4 separate regions of the Sus scrofa genome follow, and all the other regions are linked to region 3. Evidence: chromatin contacts called from public HiChIP or PLAC-seq data. All regions are on one chromosome and are shown on one strand. The core of a region is the stretch at or near the end of the contact, and the rest is flanking DNA. Distances in the headings are between cores, read along the strand shown. Region 1 holds the start of CLEC2B (C-type lectin domain family 2, member B). Region 2 holds the start of OLR1 (oxidized low density lipoprotein receptor 1). Region 3 holds the start of CLEC12B (C-type lectin domain family 12 member B). Region 4 holds the start of LOC100623691 (C-type lectin domain family 2 member E-like).

Evidence for each region. HiChIP or PLAC-seq counts read pairs in DNA pulled down with a chosen protein or histone mark.
Region 1: an H3K27ac HiChIP or PLAC-seq map of alveolar macrophages shows a contact between it and region 3. The contact joins the promoter of CLEC2B here to the promoter of CLEC12B in region 3. A contact is called at or near these places in 2 of 47 Hi-C or Micro-C datasets (blood and heart right ventricle) and 1 of 2 datasets of contacts at active chromatin or transcription factors (alveolar macrophages).
Region 2: a contact with region 3 is called in an H3K27ac HiChIP or PLAC-seq map of alveolar macrophages. The contact joins the promoter of OLR1 here to the promoter of CLEC12B in region 3.
Region 4: a contact with region 3 is called in an H3K27ac HiChIP or PLAC-seq map of alveolar macrophages. The contact joins the promoter of LOC100623691 here to the promoter of CLEC12B in region 3. A contact is called at or near these places in 3 of 47 Hi-C or Micro-C datasets (alveolar macrophages and blood) and 2 of 2 datasets of contacts at active chromatin or transcription factors (alveolar macrophages and skeletal muscle).

What each region holds. Positions count from the first base shown.
Region 1 is chr5:61,995,502-61,998,412 of Sscrofa11.1, reverse strand. It overlaps CLEC2B (C-type lectin domain family 2, member B), which reads right to left and starts at 1,653. Exons shown (of 6, transcript NM_001256364.1): 1 at 1,337-1,653. The coding sequence starts at 1,436.
Region 2 is chr5:61,797,558-61,800,875 of Sscrofa11.1, reverse strand. OLR1 (oxidized low density lipoprotein receptor 1) reads right to left here and starts at 1,520. Exons shown (of 8, transcript NM_213805.1): 1 at 1,401-1,520. The coding sequence starts at 1,476.
Region 3 is chr5:61,906,750-61,909,717 of Sscrofa11.1, reverse strand. It overlaps CLEC12B (C-type lectin domain family 12 member B), which reads right to left and starts at 1,255. Exons shown (of 7, transcript NM_001302088.2): 1 at 929-1,255; 2 at 898-926. The coding sequence starts at 987.
Region 4 is chr5:61,976,217-61,979,492 of Sscrofa11.1, reverse strand. LOC100623691 (C-type lectin domain family 2 member E-like) reads right to left here and starts at 1,310. Exons shown (of 4, transcript XM_021092368.1): 1 at 1,183-1,310. The coding sequence starts at 1,210.

The DNA.
Region 1 (2,911 bases), core at 404-2,903, 88 kb before region 3:
ATCTGAAATACTAAAGCTTATTGTCTGGTTTGGCTAATTCTTAAAACATTTGGTTTAGATATTTTCATGTTGTCATCTAATTTTTGATCCCATTTTCCCCAGCCCACTTGGCTCTAACCTCAGACAGAAAAATTAAGTTGTAAAAAAAAAAAAAAAAAAAATGAGGGAGTTCCCGTCATGGCACCATGGTTAACGAATCCGACTAGGAACCATGAGATTGCGGTTGGATCCCTGGCCTTGCTCAGTGGGTTAAGGATCCGGCGTTGCCATGAGCTGCGCTGTAGGTTGCAGACGCGGCTCGGATCCCGCGTTGCTGTGGCTCTGGCGTAGGCCGGCAGCTGTAGCTCTGATTCAACCCCTAGCCTGGGAACCTCCATATGCCGCAGGAGTGGCCCTCAAAAGGCAAAAGACAAAAAAAAAAAAAAAAAAAAGAGGACTAAAGTATTTATGCATTCTAATCTGGACTACCACAACATTTTTGAATCCTGCATACTCTGGTAGATTGAAATGAAATTAAACAGCAGTTTAGAACTCACTGTAGTCTCCAAATCACATATTGTAGTATGTAATGCATTTTAGTTTCATTTCCCTCCTGCCCTGCCCTTCTTCACCTTATTTGACTATAAAGAGTCCTGTTGATATAACTTCAAAAGATTACCTTGTTAGATGTAGAATTTGGATTTCACCTACTCTGAACTCGCTATTTAAAGCATCCAATGCTACCAAACTGTTTTCTAAGGTTTTTTGGTTTGGTTGTATTTTGTTTGTTTGTTTTGTTTTGTTTTAGTACATTTTCTTTTCTTTTGCATTTTAAAATAGCCAGAGATTTCTCAGGAACATCAGGGTTCCAGCAATTGTTTAGATAAGAGTAGAGGAGACAGGTAACCATTATACTCTTAAGTACTTCTAAAGTGCAATTTATCTGGACTCCACTCAGGGCACATGAACAATCTTTGAAAATATTACAAATATTTGCTATTTATTTTGTATCATGTATGAATTCTAGGCGTGGACCGACTACATGGTTCACACTTAAACTTCAGTACGAGGGAAGCTAAATTTGAACTGTGTTATTTATAGATAATCTTCCTCCATTATCAATTAAGATAAAATGAATATGAATTGTAAGGGCAAGATATCATTTACAAATCTGAATTCCATTATAACTTTTATTTATGGTGAAGTTAACTGAAAAAGGAATTTTTTTTTTTTTGCCTCGATGGAAGAAATTACAAAACCCAATTCCTGTCTTCTAAACTTTTGCTTAACATTTTCTTTTAGTAAATACTAATTTCAGCAAACAACCTTCATTCTAAACAAGTGAAAATGTTCTTACCTCGCTCATTTTCTGTGGTTTCTTGATTTCTTTCACTGGTTTGCTGCACTCCATCACCCATAGTAGGTAACTGGATGTCTTGTGGCCTTTGGTCCAACATCTCTCTTCAAAGTTTTAACTTTTAATATAAAAAATGTCGTTTTTACAGCACAGCTCCAAACTAGAGTGATGCAGCTTAAAGCAAAACACACTTTTAAGCAGTGTTCTCAAAACGAAAGTAATCATGTAATCATGCCGTGTGCCTCCCGCGAAATAAATGCTAAACAAAACAATTGCTGGAAATGACGGAAGTTCCAGCAAGCATCGAAACAGTCATACGGCCTTCCTTCCTCAAAAGAAGATCTTCCCCTGAACAATAAAGCAAAAAAAATTTCAAGTGGCTATTTTTTAAATTCTACCAACATTGATACAAAACTATTTTCCTTCCAGAGCCATAGGAGATAAGAATACTAATTAATTAAAAGGCATGCCTTAGGACATTATGGTTTAATCATCATGTGTTAAGAAATTACCATCTCAAGAGTGATGAAATTAAAGCAAAGAAATCTATGCTTTAAAGTGGCAACTGAAACCACAATAAGAAGTATTTCCTTTGTCAAACGTCAACATCATGTGTGACAGTCCCTGCACAGACACACACACACACACACACACGAAAAACAAAGGAGAAAAAGGAAAAGAAAATTAAAAAGTACTCAGAATGTTATCATCAATATCCAAGATGATAATGCCATTATGCTAGTGGTATCAGGACACTATTTCTTTTTCAAGTCTGTCATCATCAGAATTTTCAAATGATTTAAAAATAAACTCAAAATGGCTTAAAGACTTAAGACAGGACACCATAAACCTCGTAGAAGAGAACATAGGCAAAACATTCTCTGACATCAACCACACAAATGTTTTCTTAGGTCTGTCTCCCAAGCAACAGAAATAAAAGCAAAAATAAACCAGTGGGACCTAATCAAACTGATAAGCTTTTGCACAGCAAGGGAAACCATACAAAAAAACCAAAAAACAACAAAAAAAAAAACACAAAAAGACAACCTATGGAATGGGAGAAAATAGTTTCAAATGATGCAACTGATAAGGGCTTAATCTCTAAAATATACAGACAACTTATACATTTCAATAGCAAAAAAAAAAAAAAAAAACCAACAAACCAACTGAAAAATGGGCAAAAGACCTGAATAGACATTTCTCCAAAGAAGATATACAGATGGCCAACAAGCACATGAAAAAATACTCAACATCACTGATTATTAGAGAAATGCAAATCAAAACTACTATGATACCAAATCACACCTGTCAGAATGGCCATCATTAATAAATTCACAAATAACAAATGCTGGAGAGGGTATGTGGAAAAAAGAACCCTCCTACACTGTTGGTGGGAATGTAAATTGGTACAACCGCTATGGGAAAACAGTATGGAGGTACCTCAGAAAAGTAAATATAGAACTAACATAGGACCCAACAATCCCACTTTTGGGCATAAACCCGGACAAAACTTTCATTGAAAAATATACATGCACCTGTATGTTCATTGCAGCACTATTCACAGCAGCCAAGACA
Region 2 (3,318 bases), core at 271-2,770, 110 kb after region 3:
CAAATACCTGATTCTAAGCTTATATTTGATCTGTTCTTCCCCACATCAAGAAACTCTCAGTTCACCTTGGTTGGATCAACCTCCTCCACAGGGCAGAGAGCCTCATGTTTTTAACATAGACCACATGCACCACGTGCACACATGCACACAGAGTTGTAACATACTATAAACAAATGCCAGACAACAAACAAATAAGCCTTTAATCAGTTAATCAACAGAGAAAGTCTAAAGAAGGTGCTGTTTGTACCATTCGATTTTTCACTAAAGTTACAACATGGAACTGAGGTTCTGACCAAAGGAAAATAGGAATGAAACCTTAAAATGTCACTTGATTCCTGTTAACACCACATCCTCCACTCACACCAGCTGCAGCACTCTTATTACAAGAAAAAAAAAACAAAAAACCTCCCATTATTGTAAAACAAATACTCATGTAGCTCACAAGTACACAAATATCTTTTAAGTCGTCCACCACTTCAAAAGCACAGATATTACTGGTTCAGCAGGAAAACATTTTATACAATGAATTTGTACTCCTCACCTTGTAAGATAAACACTTTAGGCACTGATAATGTTATCTTTTATATCCAAATAAGGAAACTGAAAATTCAGTGAGTGACTTGCCTAATATCATGCAGATGTTAAGATCCAAACAAAGGTCTTTAATCCAACTGTCAACAGCTGCATGACTGGGAACATCACATCACAGAATTTCCAGTGTGAATGTATAATGATCCAAATCAATCAGTGGTCAAATGTATTCACAGAGTTCTCCTGTTTCAAAAGCACTCCTATTAGCCTCTTCAGATGATACAAATAAAATAGACTTTTTGACAGGAAGAAATAGGGTTCATGCATGTGTGTGGCAAGTTGACAGAAAAGAAGTTGAAGAGAGCCGTGCACCTTGCAAATAATTGCCAAATCCTAAACTTAGAGGCAAGTATACGAGTAAGACTTTCCACCAACAGTTCCCTCTGGTCAATATCCGTTCCATGTTATGGGAGATTGCTGCTAGCTCTACCACTTATTAGTTGTGTCAAACTGGGTCCTTAGGTTAATCCCCTTCAGTGAGTCCTCTGTAAACAGTAGGTAATAGAGCTAATCTCAAGGTGTGAAGGTTTAGAGAAATAAGGCTTATAAATCATATCAGAGAACATAGCCTACAGCAAATGTTCAATAAAAGTTAGTTATCCTCATTCTCTTCATCATCATTATACCAAGTTAGTTTATTCATGGTCATCACCTTCCTTATTACCATCATATCTGGCTTTCCTTTTAAGTAAATGTTCTAAACGCTCTAATATTTTCCCATACTCAGGTGTCTCAGCCGTCTAATCCTATGTTTAGTTTACACGTCTAAGCTAATTCTGTCCCTGTACACATTCACCTACCCCCAGTACCTTCAGCTTTATCTCCATTTGATTTCTCGTCAGGTTGATCCTTCATACTGTTGCTCTTGAGGTCATCAAGTGTCATTTCTGAATTTATTCCAAGAATGAGGGAGTGGAGCAGCCAAGGACTTCTACAAGCAGAAATGTCTGAGCTCCCACTGGAGCGTTTAAATAGCTGCTGCTATCTAATGGAATGACTCAATCATTGGTAGGAGGAAGGAGAGTATTTGCTTCATTTTGGGAAGTTGGCTGACGCAAATTCTTGAGTTATGTCTATTGCAGGAGGGGAAAATGGTGATTCTGATAGTGTTTCAGGATGTTTCACTAAGTAATTTATGAAAGGGAAAACTGTGTTTTCCATGAGCATTAGAGGAGAGAATTTGTATTTATTTTTCAGATAAGGAAACAAATTCAGAAGGGTAAGTCAGCAGTGAATTTGTGGAAGAGTGTGCATTTAGACCAGATTATTTGATTCCAATATCCTTTTTTCTTTTTCTTTCTTTCTTTCTTTCTTTCTTTCTTTCTTTCTTTCTTTCTTTCTTTCTTTCTTTCTTTCTTTCTTTCTTTTTTTTTTTTCTTTTTTTCCTTTTTAGGGCTGCACCCTTGGCATATGGAAGTTCCCAGGCTAGGGGTCAAATTGGAGCTGTAGCAGCCAGCCACAGCCACAGCCATGGTGACACAGGATCCTAGCCGAGTCTGCTACCTACACCACAGTTCATGGCAAAATTGGATCCCAGACCCACTGAGCAAGGCAAGGGATCAAACCTGCATCCTCAGGGATACTAGTCAGATTCATTTCCGCTGTGCCACAATGGAAACTCCCCATATTTTTTTTCATTTCACTGTATCAGACTATCTCTATTCTATATCTCTAATAAGTCTCATATTTTCCTTTTTAATTTTGACTTTTTTCCTCAGAAATAGGCTTAGGAATTTGGGGGTTAATTACATATGGCTCTTATCTCTAGTCATAATAACCTGGGTAATTTTAGAATTTAATCAGGAGTGCTCTTTCATACAGTGGAGATATAACACAGAGCAGAAAAGAACTTTGGAGCCAGAGGGAGCTAGTTTAATCTTTCCTTTGCCGGCCTATTGTTCTATAAATCTTGGCAAATGTCTTTGTCTTTGAATTGGATCATGAAATGTCCACTTGATAATGTTGCTGATGTCGCTACAAGGATTCAAATGGGGTATTGGGCAAAACGCTAAGCTTTGTACTTTAAACATCATTGCAACTCAATAAATGATAGTTATTAATGTTAGGGGTAATATTCAGCACAGTTGAATTGCCATTGAAGAATATATTTTTATATGATTGACTTGAATCATGAAGACTCTTCAATGGAATCCCAATAAAGATACACCTTATATTCACTGATAGAATTCTCACCTATTTTGACCTCAAAACCTTCTAATCAGAAAAATAATGTCTCATTGCAATCTCATTTGCAATTGCAAAAAAAAAAATCCTTATATATTAGAGGTAACTTCTGAGGTATTTCAAAATGATATGATATCTGATATTTACTTTAAACTACACCAGGAAAATAAATAAAAAGAAGAGAATACATTTAAAAAAGATTAGAGAAAATACATAAACAAATAAAATATCTAGAAAACTATTTGGAAAAATCATAAATATTGACAGTCTAATTAGGATTCCATACGCTCCTCTTCCCTGAGTTTTCTGTATTCCCTTTTTCTGCATAGAATATCTTTTTTTTTGTATATTTTATTTTTATTTTTATTTTTTTACTTAAATTAATTTATCACATCTGTAGTTGTATAATCATAACAATCTGATTTCACAGGATTTCCATCCCACAGCCCAGGCACATCCCCCCACCCCCCAAACTGTCTCCTCCAGAGACCATAAGTTTTTCAATGTCTGTGAGTCAGCATCTGTTCTGCAACGAAGTTCAGT
Region 3 (2,968 bases), core at 6-2,505:
AATAAAAATAAACCTAAAGAACAGGAGAATGTTTTAGAGGATTCACGACAACCACCTAAACTGTCAACAGATTTTTGAAGGTAAGGGATGTAGTCTGATACCTGACGCTGGATTCCTGACCACAGAGACAGCTATTTTTTCCAACTGGGCACAAAGAAAGGAGTGGAAGATAAGAACAGAGTCTGGTCTCCATCACAGGACAGTTGTATGAACTTGGTTAAATCATTTAATGTCTTTGAGCCTCAGTTTTTTCATTAATACATTGGAGAAAGAACTAATATTATTCCATTTACTTCACAACCATATTTTGATAATGATGAGGTATAATGTATATAAAATACGATACAGATGTCACTGTTGGTTCAACATGACTAATTATACTGGAGTTTCAACTTCCCTAAAAAAGTTTCTAAATACTTATCATGCAGGAACTAGCTTTTGTCTATTTTTGACTCATTCGTCTTCCAGTGCTTCCCTTCAGTTATTTATACCTTCCGAAAGAAAAGTTCCCTCCACCGTCTTTATTTTAGAAGCCTCCGAACTGTCTTCTGAAAGAACAGTCCCCTGGCATCTCTCACAAGGTACAAATATCAAGGACTACATTTAGAAAAATGAATCTTTGAGACCCCAAACTCAATCTCTGGCATATTCAGTCAAAATGATTCATTACAGCACAGAGCCTCTTGACACATAGCAATATCACACAGTTTTAAAAGGTCCCTGAAGCCATGTATTTCTTCCTCAACGTGACCCTATTAGAAGATTCCCCAACTTGGTCTCCATTTTGGAGGTTCCAAAGCACACCTCTCTTGAGCATTCGTCTCAAAGCCAGCACTTCAAGGCACTTAACAGCTGCCCATCCCCTAAAGTCACATCTTGCTTTCTCCGAACTCCTACCTCTTTTCCTTAGGTTATTTGTATCCCGATATTTCCTGCTGCCACAGAATCCTGAAATGTGAGTGTCGCGTAGGTCACTTCTTCGGACATCGTAGAAGAAAGCTCTACTATAAACGTAATTAGTGTTTCAATATCTACAGACCCGGGAAGAGGATGTTCTTTTCAAGGCTGGGAGGTTTTATATCCACACTGAACCAACCCGAGACACATCCCACGGCCCCTCTGTAAGGACAGAAGAACAATCAGTTTTTCTGTACAGTAAGTTAGAGAAGGTCAACTCTTCCCTGAAGAAATAAGAATACTGTAGATCTCAACTGTCTGCTCCTTCAGCGTTGTTCTTGCTGTGAAGCAAAGAACTGGTACTTTGGAGCAGGGATGCTGGTTTCAAGGGGAAGTTCCCATGATCCTCAGTGGAGAGGCTGCTCTGAGTGTTTCAGTCAAGACTCAGGTTGGCCTCTTTACCGGTATTAAAAGCAGCTAATCCTGTATGGAGACTTTGGATCTGGGTTACACTCACCCATACAGGTATCGAGGAGATACACATACTGAGACGAAGGGCTGTCTAGCTAAAAACCAGCCACACCTCGCTGCTGATTTTAAAAACCAAACGTGGAGTTCCCGTCGTGGCGCAGTAGTTAACAAATCCGACTAGGAGCCATGAGGTTGCGGGTTCGATCCCTGGCCTTGCTCAGTGGGTTAAGGATCTGGCGTTGCTGTGAGCTGTGATGTAGGTCGCAGTCGCGGCTGGGATCCCAAGTTGCTGTGGCTCTGGCGTGGGCCGGTGGCTACAACTCCGATTGGATCCCTAGCCTGGGAATCTCCATATGCCGCGGGAGCGGCCCTAGATAAAAGCAAAAAGAGAAAAAAAAAAAAAAAAAAAAAACAAAAACCGAATGTGTACGAGAGACAGTGCAGGCTATAGGCCCGGAGAAGAAATGAATAGCTATTAGAACTCGGCGTGAATGGGAGTTTCCTTCTTACATGTAGATGCCTAACAGAATAATACTCCATTAGGTAACAACCAATGCTCAGAACAAGATTTTTAAAATGACTCCCTGGTATCTTAGGAGAGTGAGAAAAGCAGGCAGGTTCTGGAGAGAAGGAGGCTGGCACATGGGAAGGTGCTTCTGCTTCTGTTTTTCATTTGTCCACTTGTTTGGCTTTTAAGGTTGAGGGAAGCCCACAGTCATTTCAGTGGGGCAGCTGAACTTCCGATAGAGGAAGTACAGGCTTCTGATAAAAGCACAGTCTTCTAGGCCTGAAAAATCAGAAGATGGGGGTTGGGGCAACTGAAGGCAGAGATGCTGTTGGATATTCGAAGGGAACACTGGATACAGGGGATTCTCCGGAAGTCTTTATGCTTGAAGTCTCTTTCAGCTACAAGTAATTTACATTTCATTAAAAAAAATGATGAAATAACCAACCTCTATCTTCTCAAAGGCCTCAAAAAGCCCTGAAAATATGTCTCAAATAAAACTGAGGGAAACTCACTGCACAAGGATTTACGCTGTGACACTGTGCGTTTCAATAGCATCACATGATCAATAAAGAGTTGACAATTTATATAGGAAGTGTTCTGGCTGTTACTTGGAAGCACACAGGAAAAAAAGCACATTGCCCTGTGTGGCAGGTCATTTAGTCACAGCAAGCATCAGACTCACAGAGCTCTTAAAAAGGATTGCATCTTCTTCTAATCCCATGATCCTTTTTATAAAACATACTCATTTTATAATCTTCTCCTTCTAATCCCATCGTACTCTTAATCCCATAAAATGTAATAGTTTATACAAAAGAAAATAGTGCATTGCTGCCAAGAACCTGAGGTAGGCGGAATAATAGCCCCCTAAAGATGATCTTTGCCCTAATCCCTAGAACCTGTGACCATGGTAGATATGGCAAAAGGGGCATTGCAAATATGATTACAGATTTTGAAATGAGGAAATTGTCTTACATCATCTGGGGGGTGCAATTTAATCATGGGAAAGTGGAGAACCTTTCCTGGGAGTGGAGAGATACAGGTTGCTGTTGCTCTGTGAAGACAGAGAAAGGGGGCTGGGAAGCAAGGAGTACA
Region 4 (3,276 bases), core at 61-2,560, 70 kb before region 3:
AGACAAATTTATGGACCCATATTCTTTTTTTTTTTTTTTTTTTTTTTTGTCTTTTTAGGGTGGGACTAGTGGCATATGGAAATTCCCAGGCTAGGGGTCGAAGCAAAGCTGTAGCTGCCGGCCTATGTAATAGCCAAACAATACGAGATCTGAGCCACATCTGTGACCTACACCACAGCTCTCCTCAACACCAGATCCTTAACCCACTGAGCGAGGTCAGGGATCAAACCTGCATTCTCATGGATCCTAGTTGGGTTCATTACTGCTGAGCCACAGTGGGAACCTCCTATGAATCCATGTTCAAAACATCACTGTTCACAATAGCCAAGAGGTGAAAGAAACACAAATATCCATTTATGGATGAGTGGATAAACAAAGTGTACATACCCACAATGGAATATTATTCAACATTAAAAAGGAAAAAAAAATATAACACATGCTTCAACATGGATGGATCTTGAGGATATTATGCCAGGTGAAATAAGCCATAACAAACAAAAAACACTGCATGATTCTATTGTAAGAGGGACCTAGACTGACCAAACTCATAGAAACAGAAAGTAGAATAGTGGTTGTCAGGAGTTGGGGACGGGGAGAGGAGGAAGTGGTGAGTTATTGTTTAATAGGTATAGAGTTTCATTTTGGCAATATGAAAAGCATTCCAGAGATTGGTTGCACAACAATGTGAATGTACTTAACACTACTGAACTATACACTTAAAGATGGTTAAGACAGGAAAGTTCATGTTGTATATATTGTACAATTAAAAAAAAAAAAGTATCGGAGTTCCCGTGGTGGCGCAGTGGTTAACGAATCCTGCTAGGAACCATGAGGTTGCGGGTTCAGTCCCTGCCCTTGCTCAGTGGGTTAACGATCCAGCGTTGCCGTGAGCTGTGGTGTAGGTTGCAGACGCGGCTTGGATCCCGAGTTGCTGTGGCTCTGGCGTAGGCCGGAGGCTACAGCTCAGATTCGACCCCCTAGCCTGGGAACCTCCATATGCCGGCGGGAGCGGCCCAAGAAATAGCAAAAAGACAAAAAAAAAAAAAAAAAAAAGTATCCAATGAGGCTCTAGACAATGAAAGCCCTAAAGCTGAGGAAGAACAGTTCAAGAAAAACATCTCTCATAGAAAGTAAGTAGCCATCAGATAAGGTGATTTCTGAGAAACCCACAAAATCACTCACTCAGTAAGGCAGCCATCAAATCACACATGTGCTCTGTTCTTCCAGTTTTCTCTCCCCATACTGGGTCAGAAACAGCAGCTAGTATGAAGAGGAACTGATGAAACTAGAGAGAAAAACAGGACACAAACAGCTCATCTCATCAGCTCCTAGGATTCCAGGTCAGAAGTAGTGTAAACTGGAGGAGGGAAGAGGTTTTCAGTTGAGGTTTAAGTTTGGATAGAAGACATCGAAGTGTTTATGTTATATTGGACATACTAATTTCTGAAATGAGAATGTTCTTGTTACTGAAAGGAACCACAGAATATATGGGACTGATCCCAAACTCTCCAGGTGTGGAAGAGTCTTAGAGTGAGTTTAATGCAATGAAAGAATAAGGTTAATTTCTGTGTGCTTAGTATAGTCTTTTCAAAATACTAGATTGACCTGGTTCCCCATCCTCTAATCCCTGTCTATGCATTCTTTCCATTTTCACAAATGTGGCTGAGGGTTGTGGGTTCATGATTCTTTCTTGATCATAAATTGGGGACATCAGTTCTTGCTAGGTAAAAAGGAAGGGAGGCAGAACCTTAAAAAATATCTTAGTCTTATAAATTACTTTTTAAAAAAATACAACCTTTTGGGGAATCTCATTGTGTTGAAACTATTTTCTATTTATTTCATTATCTGTTTCATAAGTAAATATTTCCTGTGATTCCTTAGAGTGCACCTACCACATCTTTTAAGCCTTTAAATCATTGCACATGTATGTAATTTTTTCCCCATTTTTCTCTTGTTTCTAGTGTGGGTTTTGAGATGAGTTACTTCAGAATGAGTTAGTACATGTTTTAGACACAAAATAGAAAAGGTAAAAGAGTTATATTATTACTAGCTATATTTTTTGAAATTTGGACTCCAACTGCCTTGAAGTATAGTAACTAAGAACACACTACTGCCACTGTGAGAGTGACAAGAGAATGTTACCAGGCATTCGACATGTGACACAACGGATGTCTAGTTGTGTAATGATCTGAAGATGGTCTGGTTTGAGTTGTTGCCTAGCAACATTTCCTTGACATCTCACCTCCAGAGACAGCTGCTCTAAGCTTGTGGGTGCTTGTTAACCAGATCTCCAGCTGCCTTGAGAAATAATGAAGTGTAGAGATGTTCTCCACTGGACCGAACACGTGGGATCTAAGTACATATCCTTCAGTTTTGTACTGTTTCCTTCCATCTGTTGCAGCCACCTGGATTAAGAAATTTGTGCTATGATGTTTCTTCTAATAACAAACTGACTTTGTAGAAACCTCAGTAGCTATGCTTCTCCTTACTCCAGTAAGGTTTCCGTGACTTGCGAAAGCCAGAGACTAAAGTGGAATTTCCCACTGTGGTGCAGTGTGTTAAGATCTGACTGTAGTTGTCTGGGTTGCTGTGGAGGCTTGGGCTTGATCCCCGGCCTGGTGCAGTGCATTAAAGGATCTGGCATTGCTGTAGCTCTGGCATAGGTCATAGCTGAGGCTTTGATTCAGTCCTTGGCCCTGGAACTTCCATAAGTCAAGGGTATGGCCTTAAAAAAAAAAAAAATGTAGTTGGTAGCCATTTGTTTTTGTTTGTTTGTTTGTTTCTTTTTTTTTTAAAAGAATTTCCCGATGTTTTTCAGTCATTTGAAAAATACTAACGGTACACCTAAATATCTAATAAATTCTAAGAAAAAAAATGGGATTAGGTAGTGGATACAGCAACCGATATGCATGTGGAACAGTGGGAAGAATTCGAATTAAGAGGAATGACGGAAGAAAAGCCTTCCTTCTCAATGAAATAATTTCTACCGCCTATACAAATTTGTATGAAATTTCATTTTTCTAGCCAACTCATTCCCGTGAGGTTATGGATAGGTGACCAAACTGAGCAAATTAAAGCCTTAGCATTGCCAGTTAAATTTGAATTTCAGGTCAGCACAAATATTGCAGATAAAACAAACAGAAACAGTGCATGAGGCATACATTAAAATATACCATTTTAAAACTGAATTTAAAATTTAACTGGATAGCTCGTATTTACTTGACAACCCTACTTTATTTAGGTCACAACATTTTTTGAAAAAAATCTTTTAAATTG